Regions from separate parts of the Mus musculus genome. Here region 1 is linked to region 2. Evidence: chromatin contacts called from public HiChIP or PLAC-seq data. All regions are on one chromosome and are shown on one strand. Each heading gives the region's core, a stretch centred on a gene start, on an enhancer-like site or on the middle of the called end of the contact. The rest is flanking DNA. Distances are from core to core; before and after follow the strand shown. Region 1 has its middle 42 kb from the start of Gm38577. Region 2 has its middle 61 kb from the start of Ccl1.

Region 1 (5,434 bases), core at 856-3,355, 110 kb before region 2:
GGCTGGAGGGGATACCCCAAATCTGGGTACGAGACAGTAGCCTGCCCAGGCTGGTATAGGAAGCACGGGGGAACGAAGTGCGGGATAATGGGAATCTCAGCCTTACTTCTCAAAGGTTCCCTCTTGGGTTTCTGTTGCTGCCACCTTATTGGCTTCAAGACTTTGTGTGACACTCTGGCCCCACCCTGGACCAATAGTCAATTCTTTTGACCTTCATGGCAGAATGCAGGAGAGACAGGCAGATATTTAGTAAAGATTGTAGTGCACTAGTTCTCAACCTGTGGGTCATGACCCCTTTAGGCGTTGGAGGGGCGCTGTCAATGACCTTTCCACAGGGTTTTATATCAGAAATCCTGCATATCAGCTGTTTACATTATGATTCATTACAGTAGCAAAAAAAAAACATAGCTATGAAGTAGCAGTGGAAATAACTATGATTGGGGGTCATCACAGCATGAGGAACTGTATTAAAGGCTACAGCATTGGGAAAGTTGAGAACCGCTATTGTAGAGGGTCTCCAGCCAAGGGGGAAAAGGAAGAAGGTTCAGTTCCTTGAACTTGAGCAGGTCACAACCTAGTTCCAAGTCTCTGGTCTCTCAAGTGTTCAATGGACTTCAGAAGGCCAAGGTTACAGTGTTACCACACATGGGAGTGGGCACCTGCACTAGTTACTTCTGTGTGATTGTGAGGCTAATTCTTCATGGGAACAACTCAAAGAGGTTGATTCTGGCTCATGGTCTCAAAAGCTTTCAATCCTCCAAGGTGGGAAGGTGTGGTGGAGCTGCTGGAATCATGGCCCAGGAAACATATGGCGCATGCCATGCTCACAACCAGAAAGCAGAGAGTGAGGCCGGGAGTGGCTAAGGATAACACATCCCCAAGGGCCAGTGACTACCTCCCAAAGTCTCTATAGCTATTTTCAAATGGAGCCACCAGCTGGAGACCAAGTGTTCAAAACATGAGCATGTAAAGGGTGCTTCATATTTAAACCATAACATATCTCCCAGTGTTTTTGTGTTCTTATGACTGAGGTGCTGGTTTGGAGTGGTAGATAATGGTGGTCTCTCACTTTGGGGAGAGTAACCTTACTAGGCCATTGCTCAGAAGTGGTTTGGATGCTGTCCTGCCTGGGGGCAAGTGAAGGCCCTCGGGAAGTGTTCCTACCTCCGTATACTTCCCAGTGGCTTCTCTGAAAGGAGCCACCTTGAATGACAGCATTCCTCACACTGAGGTTATGAGAAAGGCCTGAGAAGGTACCCTGCACCTCAGCCAAACCCCACAGGCCAGCATCAGGCCTGCCTTCCAGTAGGCACTCAAGAAATAGATTCAAGGACGGGAAGTAGAATGTCAAAGCCAAAGCAGGCCTCAGAGGACAGCCAATCTAGTCATTTTCCATTTATTTTTAACCTCAAAACCCTGGCTTCAAAGAGAAACATTAAGCAGACACTAGGCTTATATATAGATAAGAGCTGAGCTGTGCTGACTGTGGTGGGGGTGTGGTGGGCCTATCCTTGCAGAGGCCTTGAGGGAACCCTCCCAAAACAACCAGGAACAGAACTGAGAGCTCACGCATCCCATCTTAGCAGCTCATAGTACAGATGGGAAAACCAAGGCTTTGGAAGGAGGATAGAGTATGTCTCTCTCTTCGGTTATAGAGAATGAGTTTTGAGTTTGCCACCTGGCTCCTGGCTCTGAGGTCGCAGTTTCTCCTGGCCTGGATACGTCAGTTATTGTACTGATCTTGACTTGCCTGACACCTGACCAGTAAGAGATGTGTGTATAGAGATGGTGAAAGAGAGGAGGCGGGTGCCTCTCAGGGGCCTGCATGGGTATTGCTGATGCCTTTCCCTGCCAATCATACATCACACAGAATCTTTGCTTTTGTTTTCTTTGTTAATAAAAAATTGGGATTTTTTTTCTTAGCCCTGTCACAGAGCAGACAGACTTGAATATTATTCGTCAACATCCCATAAGCAACTCCAGGCACACCGGGCAGTTGTTTTTGCTTTTCTGATACTGACCATCGTCTTCCTCTAGGGAGTAGGGCTCCAGATGGTTGTCTAACTCCCTCCTTGGCAAGACAGGAAGTTCCCTGAGAGCAAGAATAAGATCTTATTTATGTTTATTTTCCCATCCCCTCCAGTGCCCCGCACAACCCTGTAGAATGAGGTCGGGCTTAAGCAGGGCTTGTTGAATTGAATTATTGAGCAGACAGGCTTCCAAAGGGAAATAAACAAACAAAAGAACGGCCCCCTGTGACTCAAAGCTGCAGCAACCTGTCACTTGCAGATTAAATCGCAGGCTCCTCAGATGGATGAGGAGGGAGCTGGAAGTCTGCTCTCACTTCCTGTGCCACAAGGGTCACACTCAGCCCTCCCACCGCCCCATGAGGAGGTGGTATGGAGAGTGGGGATGATTCCTGATGGCTTGTCCTGAGCCATCCCCTTCCTTCCCAGCTAGCACTGAGTTAGTGTTGCTGGGATTCTTCCCTTACCCAACCCTTCATCCCTCGTGCCTCTCAGAAACAGCACCCCTGCCTGACATCCATCCTGATGAGATGAAATCGATGCCCAAGGAAACAATATCTTTCTGCTGTGGCTGGGGTCCCCTTACTGGTCCTACATTTGTGAAGGATAAAGTGGAAATATTTGATCCAGAGTTCTCTAGCCATCCTCTGTAGGCTTCAGGTACTCTTGAGGGAGTTTTGGCCTTTTGGCTTCTATGTATAGCTGGACCCCTGTCCTAAGGGTCTCACCCTTCAAAACCAGTGCTACCAGTTGGGGACCATGTGCCACATTCCAACCCAAACAGGACCCAGTGTGGTTCTCATCACCATCTTTGCTAAAGTCACGATCATGTGCTATGCACTGGCCAGGTGACAGCCACCACCTCATGAAGTCCCTCACAGTGGTCTCTCGGCATTCCCATCTCAGAGACCAGGACACTGACGCTGGCACCTTGCCAGGGCCACACTAGAAGAAGACAGTTCTGACAATGACTCTGTTTTCCCTTTGTCCCATGACTTTGATCCTCAGGTTGGGCTTCAGACCAGAGAGATGACACAGGCCTCTAGGGAAGAAACAGCAATCATGTGACCCTGCTGGCTTGTGCAGTCACGGTCTTATTTCCAAAGTGAAAACCAATGTCACCGATAAACATGGAAGCAATTTCGAGATGGTAAGAAATGGCCTTGCTGTCAAACAAGACCTTTGTGCTATGTTCAAAGAAAACTAATTAAAAGAAGTTTCCTTTAAAGTATATGGGTCTGAGGCATTTCCACTTTAGCCCCCGCAAGCCAATCCAGTTTCAATCCAGTTTGGAAACTTGGTGTGAAGCCTAAATTATTAATGCACACAGGAAAAATGATCTGCCTGTTTGCTTTAGAACATTTTGGGCCTGCAGTAGGATTACCCACATCTCTTGAGGATTTGAGTAGGAATGGGGTGTGCTAGGATAGAACCACATAAGGCCGTGTGAGCATATCCTTTTGAATCTTACATCATAAGCCGGACCATTATGGAATGTGTTCAGACGGTGTGGTGGTTTTTAAATGTTTATTTTCTAAGGATTTATTTTTATTATTTTTTATTAACAATAAAAATAATTATATTATCACTGTGTGTGCTTGTATGTGCGCATGTGTGCATGAATGTGTGTGTGTATGTAGGTATGCTGTATATGCATATGGTAAGTATGTTTTCAAAGATGCTAGATCACCTGGAGCTGAGGTTGTAGGCCATTGTAAGCCCCTAGATACAGACGGACGCTGGAACCTAAACTCTGTTCCTCTATTGAGAACTATGTGCTTTTAACAGCCAAGCCATGTCTCCATTTCTCAATGGAGGCAAACTTTAAAGGGACATTTTCATAGCTAATGCATACAGTGCAACCTCACAGGACACCCCCTCCCCCATCCTCTTTATTTAACAGCCTTGTGAAACGTCAGTCACTGCAGGTCTTCCAGGCGGTTCGGAGCCAATCAAGGAATCATGCTAGCACAGGAGACTCTTACCAGATGCTCTCCAGAGTCTGTATCCCTTATACTGACTGCCTCCCAGGGTGGCTGACATAAGTCTATCCCCAGTCTGTTGGCTAGAAGATAGTCATGGACCTGCAGGGTAGAACACACCAGCTCATCTTCTCTTCCTCTGTCTCCTCAACACTCAAGTGCACAGAAAACTGCCATGGAAAGTGTCTAGATTAGGGTTTCCATTGCTGCAAAGAGACACCATGACTAAGGCCACTCATAAAGGAAAAGATTTAAAGGGGGCTGGGATTACACTTTCAGAGGTTCAGTCCATTATCATCATGGCAGGAAGCATGGCAACATCCAGGCACGGAACTGAAGGAGCTGAGAGTTCTACATCTTGACCAGAAAGTAATCAGGAGGAGACGGGCTTCCAGGTAGCTAGGAGAAGTGTCTCAAAGCCCACCCCCACAGTGACACACTTCCTCCAACAAGGGCACACCTACTCTAATGAGGCCACATTTTCTAATAGTGCCACTCCCTGGGACAAATATACTCAAACCACCACAGAAAGCAAAGGAGGGCCAAAACTGACATCTACCTGCCAATGGTAAATATAAATACAAGTGTTGCCATGAAACTCAAGAAGGAAGACCCAAGTATGGATTCTTTGCCCCTCTTAGAATTGGGAATAAAACACCCATAGAAGGAGTTACAGAGACAAAGTTTGGAGCTGAGACAAAAGGATGGACCATCTAGTGACTGCCATATCCAGAGATCCATCCCATAATCAGCCTCCAAACTCTGACACCATTGCATACACTAGCAAGATTTTGCTGATAGGACCCTGATATAGCTGTCTCCAATGAGACTACGCCAGGGCCTAGCAAACACAGAAGTGGATGCTCACAGTCAGGTAATGGATGGATCACAGGGCCCCCAATGGAGGAGCTAGAGAAAATACCCAAGGAGCTAAAGGGAACTGCAACCCTATAGGTAGAACAACATTATGAACTAACCAGTACCCCGGAGCTCTTGACTCTAGCTGCATATGTATCAAAAGATGGCCTAGTCAGCCATCACTGGCAAGAGAGGCCCATTGGACTTGCAAACTATATATGCCCCAGTACAGGGCAACGCCAGGGCCAACAAGTGGGAATGGGTGGGTAGGGGAGTGGGGGGGAGGGTATGGGGGACTTTTGGGATGGCATGGGAAATGTAAATGAGGAAAATACCTAATAAAAAAGAAAAAAGGGAAAAAAGAACAAAATATGTATTTTAAGAGTTTATTGAATATATTTTAAAAGAATATAAATAAATAAATAAATAAATAAATAAATAAATACAAGTGTTGCTTAATGTATAACGAGTGCCTGCGGTGATCCAGCAGATTCTGTGAGCTCATAAGGTGCCCCCGAGCTTACCTAAAGCAGCTAGCATGGAGGAAGGCAAAAGGAAGGTGGTATG
Region 2 (5,540 bases), core at 2,676-5,175:
GGTGAAGCTTGGTAACTTGTATGGTGAGTGGACCTAAGGCCGCAGCCTGGGAGCAGAGAGCAGTGTCCTATGTCCCAACAAATGTTTGGCTGTGCTCCTGCTGCTGCAGAATAGAAGACGGAACAAAATGACCTATTCTTGCTGTGATGGCTAATCTAAATTCTGCACTCAATAGGATCTGTAGTCACCTGGGAGACATGTTTTGTAGGCATGCTTATGGGGGATCCTGTTGAGCAAGCTAATGAAGGTGGAAAGACAAGCCCACTGTGGGTGGCACCATTCCCTGGCCTGGGATCTGGGGCTGTATAGGAAGAGAGCATGAGCTGTGGATAAGCATTTATTATTCCTCTTTTCTTGACTGCAGATGCAATGTGGCCAGCTGCCTCAAGCTCCAGCCACTGTGGCTTCCTGTCATGGTAGACTGTAGCCTCCAACTGTGAGCTGAAGGGAACCCTTCCTTCCTTATGTTGGCTTTGTCAGGGCATATCATAGCAGCTCGAAAAGCAACTAAGACTGCCCTTGCTTTGACCCAGGTTCTATCGGGTAAATCAAGGAGCCTGCATCCCTCTTGTCTAGAGAATGTTGCTGTGGAGTGAACTTGAGCTTCTCTTCCGAAACCTTCTCCTTGTCTCCCTTCCGATATCCCACACATAGAAGGGTGGCTGCGGTGTGATAGGTGGAATTCTTGACTCTCTTGGTCTCAGGGGAAGGGGAGGGTGAGCAGAGACCCAGGTGTAGCATCTTCCCATGCAGTAACAAATTACCGTCAGATAATAGGCTAAGCACACACGCACACACATGCACACATGAGCATATATGTGTGTTATCAGGGCCCTGTCCTTAGCATGTTACTTAAGACAAACACATTGGGAGGAGACTAGGGCAGAGGACACAGTGCAGTGCCTAGCTATGCTTATGGACGCATAGCAGGAAACTCCTCTTTGTGGTTCGTTCTCCGTGGAGTTGGAGAACTGACAAGGCATACTCTGAGGAGGAAGACCTTGCCTCTTCTTCTAGGCCAGTGTCTCTCAACTGTCTTAATGCTGCAGTTCTTTAATACACAGTTGTTCCTTCTATGGTGACCCCCAACCGTAAGATGATTTTGGACTTCATTGCTGTAAGGTTGTTACTGTTGTGAACTGCAATGTGAATGCCTGTTGGTTACCTAGCTGACTCCTGTGAAAGGGTTGTTCAACCCCCTGAAGTGGTCACAACCCACAGGTTGAGAACTACTGCTCTGGGCCAAGTTGGGTGGCTACCTTAGAATGGCTTTAAATCTCCAGGAGGGAGCTAGGGGAGAGGGGCTGCTTAGGCCTCCAGGCTGTAGGCAGTTTCTGTGCTTAGCTATTCCAGAGGCATATTCATGTGGGTCTCCTGCCAGGCCTATCCTGACACAGTGACGACCCTGTTAATATGAAGGCCACCTCGTGTCATTAATCTGTCCCAAGCACCCTTCAATGATTTACCCCCTCTGTTACACACACACACACACACACACACACACACACACACACACACACTGACCTATAAAGACAAGCAAGCACTGACCTCTTGCCCTTTCTGACCTCTGCCTTATTTTCTGACCTGGTTTCTTGCCAGGCCTCCATGGAGGATCTCCATGTCACCTCTCAGGGCTTTTGTCACAACTGTTGTGTCCTCCTGTAACATGACCATTTTGAGTACTGAATGAGCCTTTCACAGGGCTTCTCTAAGACCATTGGAAAACACAGATGTTTATGTTACGAGTCACAAGAGTAGCAAAGTTACAGATATGAAGTGGAAACAAAAGTATTTTATGGTTGGAGGTCACCACAGTGTGAGGAGCTATATTAAAGGGCTGGAGTTTTAGGAAGGTCGAGAACCACTGGTTTAAGCCCTCATCATCATGAACATCCGTCTACACTTTGTTGCTTTTTCTCATTGACTGACTATTGTTAGTGCCCACATATACTTGTGTGTGTGATCTAAAAAGAAACGTGCAAATGTGTGTACATATGTATGGAAGCAAGAGGAAAGTTGTGGGTATTGCATTCATCAGGGTTCTAAAGGAACAGGACTGGTTGAATGAAAAACAAAAAGGCACTTATACAGACTGGTTTACAGGCTATGGTCCATGTAGTCTGCCATGGAGGTCTCACCCCCAGAAAGCCTGAAAATCTGGTAGTGGTCAACGCTCTGAAGATGGATGTCTCAGCAGTTCCAGTCAGGCCTTGGAGTCCTGGAGGATCCCTAAAGAGCTGCCAGTCTCCAGTCTACATTGGGATCCAAAGTCTTTAGTTCAGATACAGATGAAAGGATCTCTCAGGATAAACGTTCTTGCAGTGAGAATGGGAGCAAGCAAGCAAAAAGCAAGGCTTCCCTCTTCCAAGTTCTTTCATGTAGGCTGCCCCCGAAAATGTTGAATGTAATGCATAAACAGTTACAATGGGTGAATTTCTTGTGTTGATCACATCTCAATCATGCCATTTAAGAAGTTCCTGAATGGAGGCTCCTCATGGAGTTTTCTTAGAGGTACTGGAAAAAGGTGGTAGTGTGCAGAGAGAATCTGTGGGCCTCTGCTTTCTTCCTTCTGACTGCCAGGATGGACAAAGTGGGTCCCTCTGCTTCCAGAGTGTGTGCAGCTTAACTGGCACCCCAGTTATGGATGGAGCCCTGTGAGCCCTAGTAGAGAGACCTCCCGGGGCCAGACCTGCACTAAGCATAGAGAGGGAGATATGGCGGGTGGCAGAAGATAGGCGGGTGCCCAGCAAGAAAGATCTGGAGTCAGCAAAGGCTTCGGGGAGACAGAAGGGCAGCCAAGGGAAGAAATGCAGGCTGTGGAGAGCCCCAGGACCGCCAGAGGGAATGAGAAGGGCATTTCACAAATACACCAGGGCAAGAGAGATACTTGAAAGCTGCCTGGCCCATTAATAAATGAGAAGGGAAATAAAATTAATGATGATGATAAAAACGGCTGAGCCGCTGAAGTGCTTTGTAAAATTGGTCTTTAACAAGGAAAAGAAGAAAAAAAAAATTCCGAGGGATGGGTAATTGGAAATGGACAGGAGCCTTGTCTGTAGAGCTGATGAAGGGGAGGGGTGGATTCTTAGAACAATTGGGTCATGTCTGTGGGCTTCAAACCGCCCTGGCCGGATATAGACCTTGGATCTGGAGAGAATTAGTTGATGAAGTTATTAAATCCTTGGCAGGTATTTTAACTATATGCATTTTGGGGGCGGGTTTGGAGGTAGCAAGGCCTTGAAGATTCCTAACACACACATACACACACACACACACACACACACACACACACACACACACAGAGACAGAGAGACAGAGACAGACAGAGACAGAGACAGAGACAGAGACAGAAAGAGCGCTGGACAGACAGACAGAGACAGAGAGGGAGACAGACACACAGAGAGAATCCACAGTTGAGCCTCAAAAACACGCAAAAGGAAAGTAGCCAATATGTTGCCCATGTTGAGGTCCTGTGTTGGCCCTTGCACCATGCTGGGTGCCTTACAGGTATGTTCTTCTAGCTTTTGGGGCACCCCTCACAGCACTGCACAAGGTTATGATAACCCATTTTACATACAAGAACTTGGAGGATCAGAGAGTTCATGTGTTGCCTTAGTTATTCAACTTGCCAATGGGGGTGGGGTGGGGGGAGCATGATTGGAACCCATGCATTTCTGATCCCAATAAAGGCTCTTTTGTATTATCCAGCTATACTGGCTAACTCTCAGTATCTGGTTCCAGGCTTTATGGAGAGAGAGTCTCCTACCTGCCAGCCACCTCCTTCTAGTCACACCTCTGCCCCAAAGCGTTGGTGTTTTTAATGGCACTGACTGACTCGAGGTTCAGAGGGAAGGTTTCAGAGTTTCCACACTGAGGAGAAAGAAGTGGGTAGAGGTTGACCAGCAATGACACTCTCAGGAGGGTGGGGACAGGAAAGAGTCACCAGCAGGAAGAGACACTGGTCTGTCCCCACCCCCACGTCACCCTTACCTAGAGCGAGCAGGTGTCCAAAGTTGACTTTACTCTGTTCCTCAGCCTTAGCTCTGACCCTCAGCTTGCCTTCTGGGCTGTCACTCAAGGGCTCACATCATTTCCTGTCCCTGCTGCTGGGTAGTTAATGCAGGTGTTCCTTTTACTGGGTCAGGGTGAAGTTGAATAAAGTGTGTAGAACTGAACAGTTCTGATCCCATCCCTCCCGGGGCCTCATCACTCTGGGGTCCTGTGCCGTGTGATGGGAACCCCACGTGGTCAGTCAAAACCTTGGTCCCTTCTCTGAGCACCCTACCTGCTCCCTTCTATGGCTCTGCTGTGTGAGGACCAGGCTTCCAGGCTTCCCCACTGGGCTTTTCAAGTCCTGGTCTGCAATATATTAGCAATGCCACACAAACATGGGCATGACGTGGGTTTATGTGGCCAGGCATCCCTCTTGTTCCCCTTCACTGCTGTGCGATGCCTATGTCCTGGCCAGCCCACCGTCTGGGGTAGAGGATAGGAGCTCCAGCTCCATCCTCTAAAGTAGTGGTCCTCAGTCTTCCTAATGCTGCAACTCTAATATAGCTCCTCACATCATGGTGACCCCCAACCACAAAAACCATACAATTATTTTTGTTGCTCCTTCATAGCTATAATTTTGCTTCTTGTTATGAGTCCTAATGTAAACAATATGTTTTCTGGTGGTCTTAAGCCACCCCTAGGATAGAGTTATTTGATCCTCTCCAAGGGACTGTGAGCTCTCTCAAGTGAGAGAGGCTGAGAGGATCTCTCAAGTGGTTGAGAACCACTGCTTTAGTGGGGGGGGGGGGGACGGGGCTGCTTAGCTACTGTGGCCCAGTGGATAATTGCACAGCTGAATTTAGATCAGTTCCAAGTCAGCTTGGTTGAATATACCCTAGATACCAAATACTCATTGATACAAACCACTGGGGACTTGTGGTTGTTTTGTATCAGCAGCCAACTGATAAATAGTCATGTGCATAGTGTGCCCTCATAGCTCCCACAGTCATGCACATAGTGTGCCCTCCCAGCTCCTCAGTAAAACCTCTTTTCACTTCAAGTTTATTAACCTGGAAACAAATGAGCATCCCCTTCCCTGTCAGGCAGGATGCATGCAGAAGTTTGAATTTCTGTCTTCGAGGAGCTTTGCCTCGGCGAAACAGGGAAGCAAACATGAGTGTAAACAAGGAAGTTGTTGAAGGTGTCCTGGAGGAAAAGTTCCCTGAGGCAGGCCTTGGAGGAGGTAGCAGCAGCCAAGACAGGAAGTACAGCCTGGATGGACCTGGGAGCGCAAAGTGAGGGTGATGTGTTCAGAGGCAAAGCCCAGGTCTAGCCTTGACATTTCGAAAGCTCCTACCAAATGTTGCTTGCTTGTTTGTTTAAAAGGCGTTGGCCAGGCACTTGATGAACTGGGACACTCCATTAAATGGAAAAGTGGCCTAAGATGTGATAAAACTCAAAGAAACTGAAGGGATAAAAGACTCCCCGTGTTACTGCCGAGGCAATAAACAGCTTAATCCAGGCCCGCCAAGGCGCAAAGGTAATTA

What was found. HiChIP or PLAC-seq counts read pairs in DNA pulled down with a chosen protein or histone mark.
Region 1: a RAD21 HiChIP or PLAC-seq map of pro-B cells shows a contact between it and region 2, with 2.8 times the contacts expected there. The contact joins two enhancer-like sites. A contact is called at or near these places in 2 of 15 datasets of contacts at CTCF or cohesin (large pre-B cells and pro-B cells) and 1 of 484 Hi-C or Micro-C datasets (trophoblast stem cells).

What each region holds. Positions count from the first base shown.
Region 1 is chr11:82,342,677-82,348,110 of GRCm38.p6, reverse strand. No RefSeq gene overlaps it. Among named protein-coding and RNA genes, the nearest start is that of Gm38577, 42 kb to the left of the region's middle. Within about 2 kb of position 2,105, at least 3 of the 459 cell types and tissues checked have an H3K27ac peak or open chromatin away from gene starts, as enhancers often do. A contact at or near this core is called in pro-B cells, where this site is marked.
Region 2 is chr11:82,238,041-82,243,580 of GRCm38.p6, reverse strand. No RefSeq gene overlaps it. Among named protein-coding and RNA genes, the nearest start is that of Ccl1, 61 kb to the right of the region's middle. Within about 2 kb of position 3,925, at least 9 of the 459 cell types and tissues checked have an H3K27ac peak or open chromatin away from gene starts, as enhancers often do. A contact at or near this core is called in pro-B cells, where this site is marked.